2 separate regions of the Bombyx mori genome follow, and region 2 is linked to region 1. Evidence: chromatin contacts called from public Hi-C data. All regions are on one chromosome and are shown on one strand. The core of a region is the stretch at or near the end of the contact, and the rest is flanking DNA. Distances in the headings are between cores, read along the strand shown.

What was found. Hi-C and Micro-C count contacts between places; a contact is called where the count stands out from the background.
Region 2: a Hi-C map of whole pupa shows a contact between it and region 1, with 5 times the contacts expected there. The contact joins the enhancer-like site here to the promoter of LOC101738240 in region 1. A contact is called at or near these places in 2 of 7 Hi-C or Micro-C datasets (both in whole pupa).

Annotation. Positions count from the first base shown.
Region 1 is chr25:10,588,576-10,594,584 of ASM3026992v2, reverse strand. LOC101738240 (protein UXT homolog) reads left to right here and starts at 3,878. Exons shown (of 1, transcript XM_062676197.1): 1 at 3,878-4,577. The coding sequence starts at 4,016. The coding sequence ends at 4,471. It also overlaps a transcript of Dsx not described here.
Region 2 is chr25:10,652,603-10,658,611 of ASM3026992v2, reverse strand. It overlaps Dsx (doublesex), which reads left to right. Exons shown (of 5, transcript NM_001111345.1): 3 at 2,108-2,205; 4 at 2,207-2,325. The coding sequence ends at 2,263. Among protein-coding and RNA genes, the nearest start is that of LOC101738240, 65 kb to the right of the region's middle. Within about 2 kb of position 2,276, at least 6 of the 8 cell types and tissues checked have open chromatin away from gene starts, as enhancers often do.

The DNA of each region.
Region 1 (6,009 bases), core at 2,629-5,128:
AAACAAAAATCACTCAAGAACTCTTTCATTATACATTGCCTTTACATCTCAAATAAAAAAAAATAACTAATATTTTCCAAATACATAAGTGGCTCTTTTTTTTTTTAAGTATGGCAATTCTATTTTTTACACCTTTTAATTAAAGAAAAGATAACATATTAAAAAACTCGAAATTGCCAAATTTGACCTTTTTTTGCGAATTACCTTTTGCCATTCGCGAAGCATTGCAGTTTTGCGAGTAAGAACAAAATATAATTAAAACAAAATTGTTAAAGTTAGTTTATTTAATTTAAATAAATTTATTGGAACCGCTCCCGAAAACAAAGAGTCTAGGTTATATCTGATGGTATAGCACGAAACAAAATTGAAACCAGAATAATTCTTTTAGATACCATTCTTTGTTGTCATGGGTGCAACAATTCTGTACTTGCAATTACATTACAATAAATATCACTAAACAGAAATATAATTCAAAATTTAGATAAAACTTAGAATACTTTTTCTCCATTTTGTTGGGAAAGTAGTTGTGAATTTTTTTCTTAGTGAAGTCCTTGTTGCCTTTTCGATTTCGGGAACGGTTCGCTTACCACCAGTACAATTTTCTATCAAGAAATAATATCTAGCGTCCAATTAAAATGAAACTTCCGCCCAATGATTCAAGGCATGAATTTTTTTCATTACTTAATTTAAAGTACCAAATCCGGTCCAAATTAGTAAATGAAAAAAAAAACTATTTAATAAAAGCCAAAGCTTTCTACGAATATCCAACTGTTTTTTCTAAATCTTTTCCTATAGACATCGTCCGTTAAAACATGGTGCTCTTGTCACAATCTTTAATAAAATATAGTAATGGTTCGCAATTTGGTATTGTACACAAAGAATGTGATTTTTTTCCTGAAAAAAAAAAAAACAGAATCGTTTTATTAATCTGCATTATTTTATTGTATATACTCTTAAGGATTTTTCAGGACATACAAAGATAGTTGATAGGTTTACGGAAGTGGCAAACTAATAAAGCGTAGGTATATTTACAAATTGTGTAGATATCCTGTGGAATATGTCACATGTTACATGTGTGACAAAATCACATTCATGCGTATATGAATACTAAAATGCGACAATTAATTTATGTATTTTCATATTTTATTCATACGGTCAACGGCGGCACATCTATTATTATATTAAATACACAGTCCTTCACATTAGTTTATTGTTTAATTATATTTATATTAATCGTATTTAAGTGATAGTTTTAAGGCTCCATGAAGAAGGTGTCGAAGGGAAATTTATACCAGCGATACCTATATCTAAATTAATAAAACATTCGTATTTGAACTAATAACTATCTGTGTACTTTTTCTGTACATAAATACATTATCGATATCTCGATATTGATCGTCTTTTCTTGTATTTAACGTAAGGATCACAAGTTTTTTTTTTTTTTAAATGTAACTCTACTTATTTTCTGATTTGTAATGTTCATGCCTAGTGATATTGTAAATAGATGTTTAATGGTTAATTAATCTAAATGGGAAAGTGATAAAACTGTTTCTTGTCAATAAACGATTTCAACATCGTTCAAATGGAGTTTCATTGCTAACAAAAATGTTCTGTAATAGTGACTAATATCGTTGCAAATACATGTATTGTACTAAATATATACAGCGTCAAATCAAATAAATAAAATTATTCAACATAAATGAAAGTACATACTTGTTGAACGTCAAAAAGAACTACCGCCAATTCACAAAAACTAGCCTCCGTCCTGAGAAGAACTGGCAAGAGACTCAGCGGGCATGTCTTTTTTTTTAATTTGATTATTTTTTAAATATTTGTTTTTTTTTAAATATTAATGCGTCCTAATGCTCCTTAGACTCGCCCGATTACGCTTTTCTTTTTCAAGCCGTGGTCCGAACTTCCAAAGAGATTCCCGCGCCTAGGGATCTTGCGGGGTATGTGGGACTGGTCCGCGACGCACACCGCGGGCCCAAGAATATTTTTAGGGCTCTACCGCACTAAACGACTCCCCTGTACTTTGACACCCAACGTCCGATCTCCGTCTGGGGTCAGTGTAAGGAGGTTCCCGCGGTCAACACAACAACCAGAAGCCCTCCTATGCTAGAATAACCCCCTAAGTTAGGTACGAAAAAAAGAATGGCTTAGTGTTAGTGATGGAACACAATAATACAGTTAACGTGACTTCTGACAACGACACCTCGACTCACACAGCCGACGTATCCGCCGACGCCTTAGACCTAGAGACTTTTGAACCACTCTGAGTGTTCATCATCTTCATCATCATCAGCCTTTATCTGCCCACTGCTGGACATAGCCCTTCCCCAATGCCTTCCATAGAATGCGCTCCTCCGCCTTCCGCATCCAACGACTTCCTGCCGTGCGCACTAAGTCGTCGGTCCACCTGGTTGGAGGACGCCCCACGCTCCTGGTACCTGAGTGTTGGACGCTACTAATACTAACGTCGGTAGCAACCAAGGCACAGACAACGTATTCGTCGAACTCGCCGAAGCCCTTGATGTGGCAATTAGTCCACACTTAGGCCGCTAAGCTTCTCATTGATTCTCAGCGGATTGTGATTTAAATCCGCGGGTGGATGTACACGCGAAGCATTTGCCTTGGAGCTGCTTGGCATTCCCTCCCTCTCTTCGTGGCTTTCGAGTTTGCTCGCTTCTCTTAGTGACTCGCCAAGGTCTGCGGGTCAAACGCTATCCTTCCACGGCCAAAAAAGCGTTAAGCTCAAATCAGACTAATACACTAAGACAACAATATTTTATGATTTGAATGTTATTTGAAAATTTCGAAATTATTTAATGAAATGTCTGAGCAGTTAATTACAAAATAAATTAGTAAAAAATTAATTGTTGACAATTTGCATTTTAGTAATTGAAATACATGTATGAGCACGCCATCTAGCGTAAGTACTATGAACTTGAGCTCCATTAAGTTGGATTATAGTTTTTAGGGAATTAACAAGGTAGCAGTTTTTTTTAGCATGGCTATCGAATTTTAGGGACTAATCAAAGTATCGACATTTATGTATGTACCGACGTTGGTAGCTTAAGGAAAACTTTTAGGAAAGTGGAGAAATAAAATATCTAACTAATGGATATAAATGTCATTAAGGTTTTTAAGCATGTGATTTTGAATGACAAGACTATCTAGGAAATACCGAAAGAGGCACAATATTGCGATTTCTGTTAAATTCAAAATTCATAAAATGTTTTAACCACATTGAAAAAAAAGACAAGAGAATAAACCGTAAAAGTCACTACAACTACCGAAAACCGAATAATTTAGATTGAAAAAATTATATTATATATTATATTAGTGGTTAAATATCTAAATGGAGTTTAAGCGATGTATTGAAATAAAAACCAGTGTTTTCCAAGAATCAGTTTATGCAGATTATAGAGCATCACTATGATACGATGAGTAGTGACTCAATCTTTTTAAATTTTGAACTTTGAAATACAGAAATAGATTTTTTGGCGGGAACGGGAGGAGTGAAGTTGTATGATTTATTTTATTTTGTTTATTTAGTGTTTCTCCAGGGGTAAATGTGTAATAGCGGTGGTTTATTAACTGTTTAGTATCTGTGAAAGTGCACAAATGTGGAAAAATGAAACAAAGCCGCTGAACGTAACTTCTCGGGATCATCCAAAAGTCCACTGAAAAAGTCTCAATAAATGACCACCTTTTTACTGAGATTATATTTCGTACCATATTACCTTATCTCATTTCAGTTCATTTCACTCAATATTATCATTTTTCATAAAAATAAGAATATAAATTAAAATAAGATATGACCTAAAGGTCCTAGTTACCAGGTCATAAAATTCCTTAATTTTTTTATCACAAGTTGACTAAAAAATTGTTTGAATTTGATTGATAATTAAACGTGTTTTCTCAGTATTTACACCGTTACCGTAAAATTAAATAAATCAATATTGAACTTGAATATTCTCACATAAGTAGATCGAAAATTTATAACCTTAAAATGGCACAAACAAATATAGACGACACCGTAACAAGATACGAAAATTTCATAAACGAAGTACTAAAAGAAGACCTCAGAGAACTAGAAACGAAATTAGAGTTTTTTAATAATGAAGTTTCAGATTTAATACAACAGAAGCACACATTAAAAGTGTTAACAAACAAAAATATTCATCCCACCGGTTTCAAGACACAAGTTAACGTTGGTTGTAATTTCTTCATGGAGGCGTCAGTGTCCAAAACCGATACGTTGCTTGTGAACATCGGATTGAATCACTACATAGAATTTAAATTATCAGAAGCCAACAGATTTTTGGAGGCGAGAATAAAGTCTTATGAAAAAAAATCTCATGAGGTACGTCTCAGGGCAGCACAGGTTTCTGCACACATTAAGTTGATGTTATACGGTATTTCCGAATTACAAAACAGAAACAATAGTGATGGTTCTAGTACTTAAAGCAACTGTGTGAATAATTTGGAGTAAAACTGTTATTATGTTCGGTGTACTATGTTTCATAGAATTTTTATCAAGATAAATGTATTTTAGTTTGTAAAATCATAAACGATATATATTCATTTATGTTTCGTAAATGACTAAATAATAAGTCAGTTATGGTGCAGTCGTTAGCGCCTCTGACTGTGTCGCTGAGGGATGTGGGTTTGTTTCCCACATTGAGCAATTATTCGTGTGATGAACAGGTTTGTTTCCCCTTCATCTGGGTGTTTATTATTTATATATTTAACTATATGTCAGTCTCTAGTACCCATAACACGGAACCCTAGCTTGGGGCCACATAATTGTATCATTTGTTCACAGTTATTTATTTTTATTACTTATTTACTGGTGTGTCATGATTGATTTAATCACATAGATTTGGTATTGAGTTTGGAATTAAAAACATTGTCCCACAAACAAATAATTAGCATTGATGAATAATTGAGTGTTCATTTGGGATATTTTTTATAATTTTGCATCAAATTTGGTGTTGGATTGATGACATTGTCCTCAGTGATTGAGAGTGATGTTAATACCATATTTGTGCTTCATAATACTCCAAAATGGGGATATCTTTGTGTTAACCTATATCTGTATGTGTTCATTTTAATACTCAAGTTGAAATGACTGAGTGACAGAAAATAATTATCCAAATTTAGGTAAAAGTAAGGAGTATAGAGAGCAGTTGTCCTGCTATATACAATATATTTATAAGATGTTGCAAAATTGTTACTGATATAGTTTTGATGTATCTTTTATGTCTATTGCATGACTGTCGTGTTTAATTGTAAACTGTAAAACTACATTTTGTCTCTTTAATACCCAAACCGTTCACAAATAATAATTATTTACACTTGCACTACATTTACATTTCTAGTTTCTTTCATAACATATCATCATTGAAGTTGAATAGATTGGCTGAGGTGCCTTTTTTCATTAATACCAACTGTTCTGTAATATATCTATTGCAGCACAGAAACTATATCATGAAGTGTTTTGAATTATTCTCTCACTTAGATATTATATTTTTTACAGCTGTTTTAAAGCCTAAAATAAACCTATTTACAGTACAGTATAACTTCAGCAAATCAATATTAGAAAAATATTAAGACTAATCAAGTGTTTTTGATTGCGTAGAGCACTCTAATCTCTTAGCAAGGTTAGAAATCGCCAGAATTGATTTAAATAATAATATTTTATGGCTACATCTGACACAAAATTTCAATTAAAATTGAACAAGGAACTCATAGTAGAAGTTCTGCCCATCTCTATTTAGCACACAAGCTTTTGAAATTCTTTTTTTTTTTTTTTTTTTATTGCTTCGATGGGTAGACGAGCTCACAGCCCACCTGATGTTAAGTGGTTACTGGAGCCCATAGACATCCACAACGTAAATGCGCCACCCACCTTGAGATACAAGTTCTAAGGTCTCAAGTATAGTAACGACGGCTGTCCCACCCTTCAAACCGAAACGCATTACTGCTTCACGGCAGAAATAG
Region 2 (6,009 bases), core at 1,027-3,526, 66 kb before region 1:
TTTAAAATCCTTGAGATCTCACTAGTGGAATTTAGTTTGAATTTATTCTGTAGTCGTCGTGGCCTAAAGGATAAGACGTCCGGTGCATTCGTATGTAACGATGCACCGGTGTTCGAATCCCGCAGGCGGGTACTAATTTTTCTAATGAAATACGTATTTAACAAATGTTCACGATTGACTTCCACGGTGAAGGAATAACATCGTGTAATAAAAACCAAACCCGCAAAATTATAATTTGCGTAATTACTGGTGGTAGGACCTCTTGGGAGTCCGCACGGGTAGGTACCACCACCCCGTCTATTTCCGCCGTGAAGCAGTAATGCGTTTCGGTTCGAAGGGTGGGGTAGCCGTTGCAACTATACTGAGACCTTAGAACTTATATCTCGAGTTAGGTGGCGCATTTACGTTGTAGATGTCTATGGGCTCCAGTAACCACTTAACACCAGGTGGGCTGTGAGCTCGTCCACCCATCTAAGCAATAAAAAAAAAGGTGTAATTATACCTTTATCTGTTAAATCGAAAACTTGGCTAAAACTTACTATCGATCGAACATACGATGATTCTAATCACACGTTTTTTTTTTTCATATCGTCTCCCAATTTGACAAAGGAATATTCATGCTGCACTGTAAAATTAGATAGACATTAAACTGTGTTGGTTTATAAAAAAAGAATTCAGTGCATACTAAGACTTGTACTGTTATTATGTGATAAAGATAGATAAGGAGTTTTGAATTACAAATCTGATCTTTGCAAACATTTTAAACAATCATCCGATAGATTGAATCGTTTATGTCATACCCGCTTTTTACTTTTCATCTCCAAGCACTAGTTACTTTTGTAACAAATTTTTCAGATCTTATCTGCCTACAAATGTCTTGGTCTGGATTACCATTGCTCAAGATGTTCATTGCTGTTTATCTAGAAATAAGATTGGAGCGGTGACGAGTTACAAATTTAAATGTACTCAAAATACAATCATTGCTTTCAGTCTTCGTGGCATAGATCTGAGAAAGAGCTCACCTAACAGAGACCACCTAATTGTTGAGTGGTAACAAGGGTCCATAGATGTCAGTCACAACGTTATTCCCGCCGACCCGTCTTGAAACATGATATACATGTCTCAATTGTGTAGTAGTAACGTATACTCGTAGCTATTTTATATTTCATTAGAAAAATGGGTACCTGCAAGCGGGATTCGAACCCGGGTACAGTCGCATTGCTTCCTACGAATGCACCTGGCGTCTTATCCTTTAGGCCACGACGACTTCAAATTTCAAGATAATTTAAGACAGTAAAATATTACGTTTAAAATTACTGTCGATTTTATTTATAAAACTAAAGCCTACACAGAAACGGGAGTAAATATTTTTGATCCAGTGTTCTGCGAGCTACACCTTCGGCATCGCAATGAGGAAATCGTTCGATTTCCGGAAGACATAAGTGAGTACAGACCATCGCATTGCCAATGTCGTTTAAGCCATTATTTTGGATTTATTAGAAATACTCTTGCAAATTAATTTATTGTTCAATCAATGCTATAGCGAACGATACGTTAAACGCTGTAACTTATTTATTGATTGATATTAATTTAAATAAAAAATACGGTAGGCGATGCGGCATCTATCACAAAACAAATTCAATTCAAACATAAAATAGAAAGAACTAATCTTCTATAAAGAAATCGGATTATTGATTACAAAACTGTTAAGATGACGCATGGCCTAAACCAGCGATCGGGGAACTTTTTTAATTATTACCCTAAAATATTTTTATGTAAGTTGATATTACCGATGGCGAAGAACAACAAAAAAAAAAACGAAATCGCTTCTTTTTAGCATCTTTCATATTATAGACCCCACGATAATTTTAAATCACAACGATTATAAAGAAGTTTCACTTCAATATATACTTTTTACTCACAAAAGTTTCATTTTTACCCCATTTGGGATAATTTAGCCCGGTTCCCCCCCCGACCGCTGGCCTAAACGTATCACCGACAATAGCTAAAATAACAAGGTACGTTCGATTTGCCGAGCTGAACTAACATTACACAGCTTTGCATTATTCATATGTACATTGCGACTGAAACGTCCGGACCGTTACAGGTTATTGGATGATGCATCAATGGCGATTGCAGCAGTATTCGTTGTGCTACGGAGCGCTGGAGTTGTCGGCGCGCAAGGATGTGGCCGCGCTATGTTGCTCTCCGAGATACGTGCTGGCGCCCGAGGTCCCGCCGCGTCTGGTGCCCCTCCAGCTGACGACGGGGCGACACTCGCCACGGCCCGCGCCCTTGTAGCGACGACACTGCGCGCCGATACAGGTAAACTGGTCACACATGTATAGCCCACTGAGTATCTCGCTGGATCTTCTCAGGGGGTCGCGTTTCTGATCCGGTGGTAGTTTTTTTTTGCTTAGATGTGTGGACGAGTTCACAGCCCACCTGGTGTTAAGTGGTTACTGGAGCCCATAGACATCTACAACGTAAATGCGCCACGTACCCTGAGATATAAGTTCTAAAGTCTCCAGTATAGTTACAACGGCTGGCCCACCATTCAAACCGAAACGCATTAATGCTTCACGGCAGAAATACGCAGGTGGTACGATGGTACCTACCCCGTGCGGACTCACAAGAGGTCCTACTACCAGTAATTACGCAAATTATAATTTTGCGGGTTTGATTTTTATTACACGATGTTATTCCTTCACCGTGGAAGTCAATCGTGAACATTTGTTAAGTACGTATTTCATTAGAAAAATTGGTACCTACTCGCGGGATTCAAACACCGTTGCATCGCTAGATACGAATGCACCGGACGTCTTATCCTTTAGGCCACGACGACTTCTGTGAACCACTGCTCTTGCTAGGGCTAGTGTTCGCAAAATTCTCTCAGGTGACCCCGTAAGCTCACCTACCCGTCCAGGCGTAGCTGAAATAGCCTCTTAGGCTACCAAAGAATAGGTAGGGGGAAAATACATCTAACATTACAACAATCTGACTAAGCTTATTTTGTATCCGCACAAAAACCTAAGAAACACAATTTTTTTAGAAATCGAATAAAATAATTGTTAATTTTCGATAATAATTAAAGAGTCCATTCCCGACGGATCCTCATTAAATTAATTAACAGCGTACCTACTACAATGTCAACTAAATATACACGGAAAGAAATCATTTTAACGTTTTCAAACCTAAGACCACCAATCAATTTTGAATTAGCTTTGAATCAAAGGAATAACAAGTGGTCTGCTAATAAAGTAATTTGTGCACTCGAGCCCGTCTCTTTGTCATTGCCTCTACATTGTAGCGTATTATTTGCGATTTAATTCACCGCAATCAAAGAGTAGCCACGAACTTCAATATTGTTTAAAGCAGACCTAATGACATGTTATTATGAAAATGGCCTTTAATTACACACCCGTGCTTGTAGCTGATGCACGAATCTTTTTTAAAACCTAGTTTGTTATATTGTATATTCATATTTGTTTTTAATTTACACGACTGAGGCATTGATTACGTGATCTCAGATTTCACTAAACATTAAATTTAGTGCTCGAAGGGTCAACCAAAATAATTTGTTTGAATTGCTAATTTACAAAAACAATATATCTTACTATAATCCCATTACCCGAATGTGTCGTACCTATAACGAACTGGCAAGGTCGTCACCTGAGTTAGATATTTTTACTTGTTAGTTACGTTTAGAAAAATGTTCAAGGACATCCTCCACGTTAGTAATAGGTAGGTTAATGTAATTGTTTAATGTATTATATTGTGTATAATTTTTTTTTCCTTACATTATTCGTTAGATTAGTTTTTGTTATTGTGTTGTTTTGTCATAATTGTAAAGAACGTTGTTATACAAATTCAGCACTATATGTCTTGTTTTGTCGTGCGCACATAACTTATGTTGCAGGCCAGATTTTGTTTTTTTCTATTTGTGTTTTTTATGTATCTTTAGCTTGTGATGTGTATTGTGAGCCTAATAAAATAAATAAATTAAAATTTAATTGAACCTCTGGGTTTCTGCCTTAAAGTCGAATTCTTTATTGCATTGGCTGCCCTAGGTTTTAAAGCGGAAACATTACGATAAATGGTGGTTTACTGGTGGTAAGACCTCTTGTGAGTCCGCACGAGTAGGTATCACCGCCCCGCCTATTTCTGTCGTAAAGCAGTAATGCGTTTCGGTTTGAAAGGCGGTGCAGCCGTTGTAACTATTCTGAGACCTTAGAACTCATATATCAAGGTAGGTGGCGGGTAAATCCCGCGTTGTAGATGTCTATGGGCTCCGGTAACCACTTAACACCAGGTAGGCTGTGAGCATCTATGCAATAAAAAAAAAGAAAAACAGTCATAATCACTACACAAGCTTTAGCAAAAAAGAATTATCGTAACATAATTGCATTGAAATCTATGATAAATTAGATGTTTTTTTATTGCATTCGGACGCTAGTATGCGGACGACCCATCTGATGGCGACTATCTTTGTCGTTTATGTTCAAAACATTGATAACCGAATCTCGATTCAGAAAATTTCGAATTCGTCTTTTATAATTTTTTTTCAATTGTAAACTCATGAAAAAAAACTAGAGTTGTTAATCATGATGGGCTCCCGTATTACAGATAGGATGAACTGCCCAAAGTTACATTTTCTAGAATATCTACATAAAGCCAATTTTAAGGAATAAATTCTAATTATTACAATAAAAAAGACGTTTTTAAAAATAAACATAAAAAAAATCTAACGGTAATGATCAGAATAAGACTTCGCGTTTGTAAACGGATTTAAGTGCCATGCCATGGTCATCGAAACGGATCCAACTTGTAAAAAGTTAAATCTGTAAGCTAAGGCAAAGTCGTTCAAATTTTACTTGCCAGGTTTTACCTAAACATACATATAAATTTTACAAGTTCAATAAAACCTCACTATTTCATTTTCTAATACAAACGCGATTACGATTAGGTAGTTTTTATTGCTTTGACGGGTGGACGAACTCACAGCCCACCTGCTGTTAAGTGGTTACCGGCGCCCATAGACATCTACAATGTAAAAGCGCTGGTGGCGCTTTGAGATATAAGTTATAAGGTCTCACTATAGTTACAACGGCTGCCCCACCCTTCAAACCAAACGAATCACTACTGAAGTCGCCGATAACAGCCACAATAACGGCCAGTGACGCAAATTGGGATAGCCATATACATAAATAGAATCAAATTTTGATAACGAATACAAAACAAATATTTGCTAAATTATAGCAATCTACAATAGTACATGGAAAGTTGGCGAGCACTGAACACTCAACACGTGAATGGACCGTAAACTTTGACGGTCAAACAATAAAACAAGTTCTGACCGTCCGAAGACCACATTACTTCTGAATTACCGCCTGTAAACTGTTCTTACGTACTTATTTTAAGTTATTCCGAATGAAGTTGTTTGACGTTTGTAAAGAACGTCAACTTTATCGTCCTGTTTTCATTTATCAGCTATATATTATTATTACATAATATTATAATTATATATATTAATCATCATTTCATTATCCTGCCCTTCTCCCAGTCACCTGGGGTCGGCGCAACATGTTTTCTCCTTCCATACTCTTCTATCATATACCATTTCTTCGCTCACTCCCCTCTTACCCATATCGTCTTTCACGCAATCTATCCATTTCTTCTTAGGTCTACCTTTTTCCATATATCCTTCCACATTCATAGTTATAATAACATTCTCTTACCAACCTCATTTTCATTTCGTCTCATCACATGTCCATACCATCCCAAACGCGCACTTCTCCGCTTCTCTGTCACAAGTGCCACTTTCAGACTTCCTCTATCATTTTCATTCCGTATTCTATCCATTCTCGTTACTCCACACACCCATCGCAACATTCGCATCTTTGCTGCATGTAATCGCCTTTACAATTATATATATTAATATCTACATTTATTAGTTCCTATAGCGGTGGTGAAACATGTTGTCAATGCACGTGATAAACCCGAATTTCA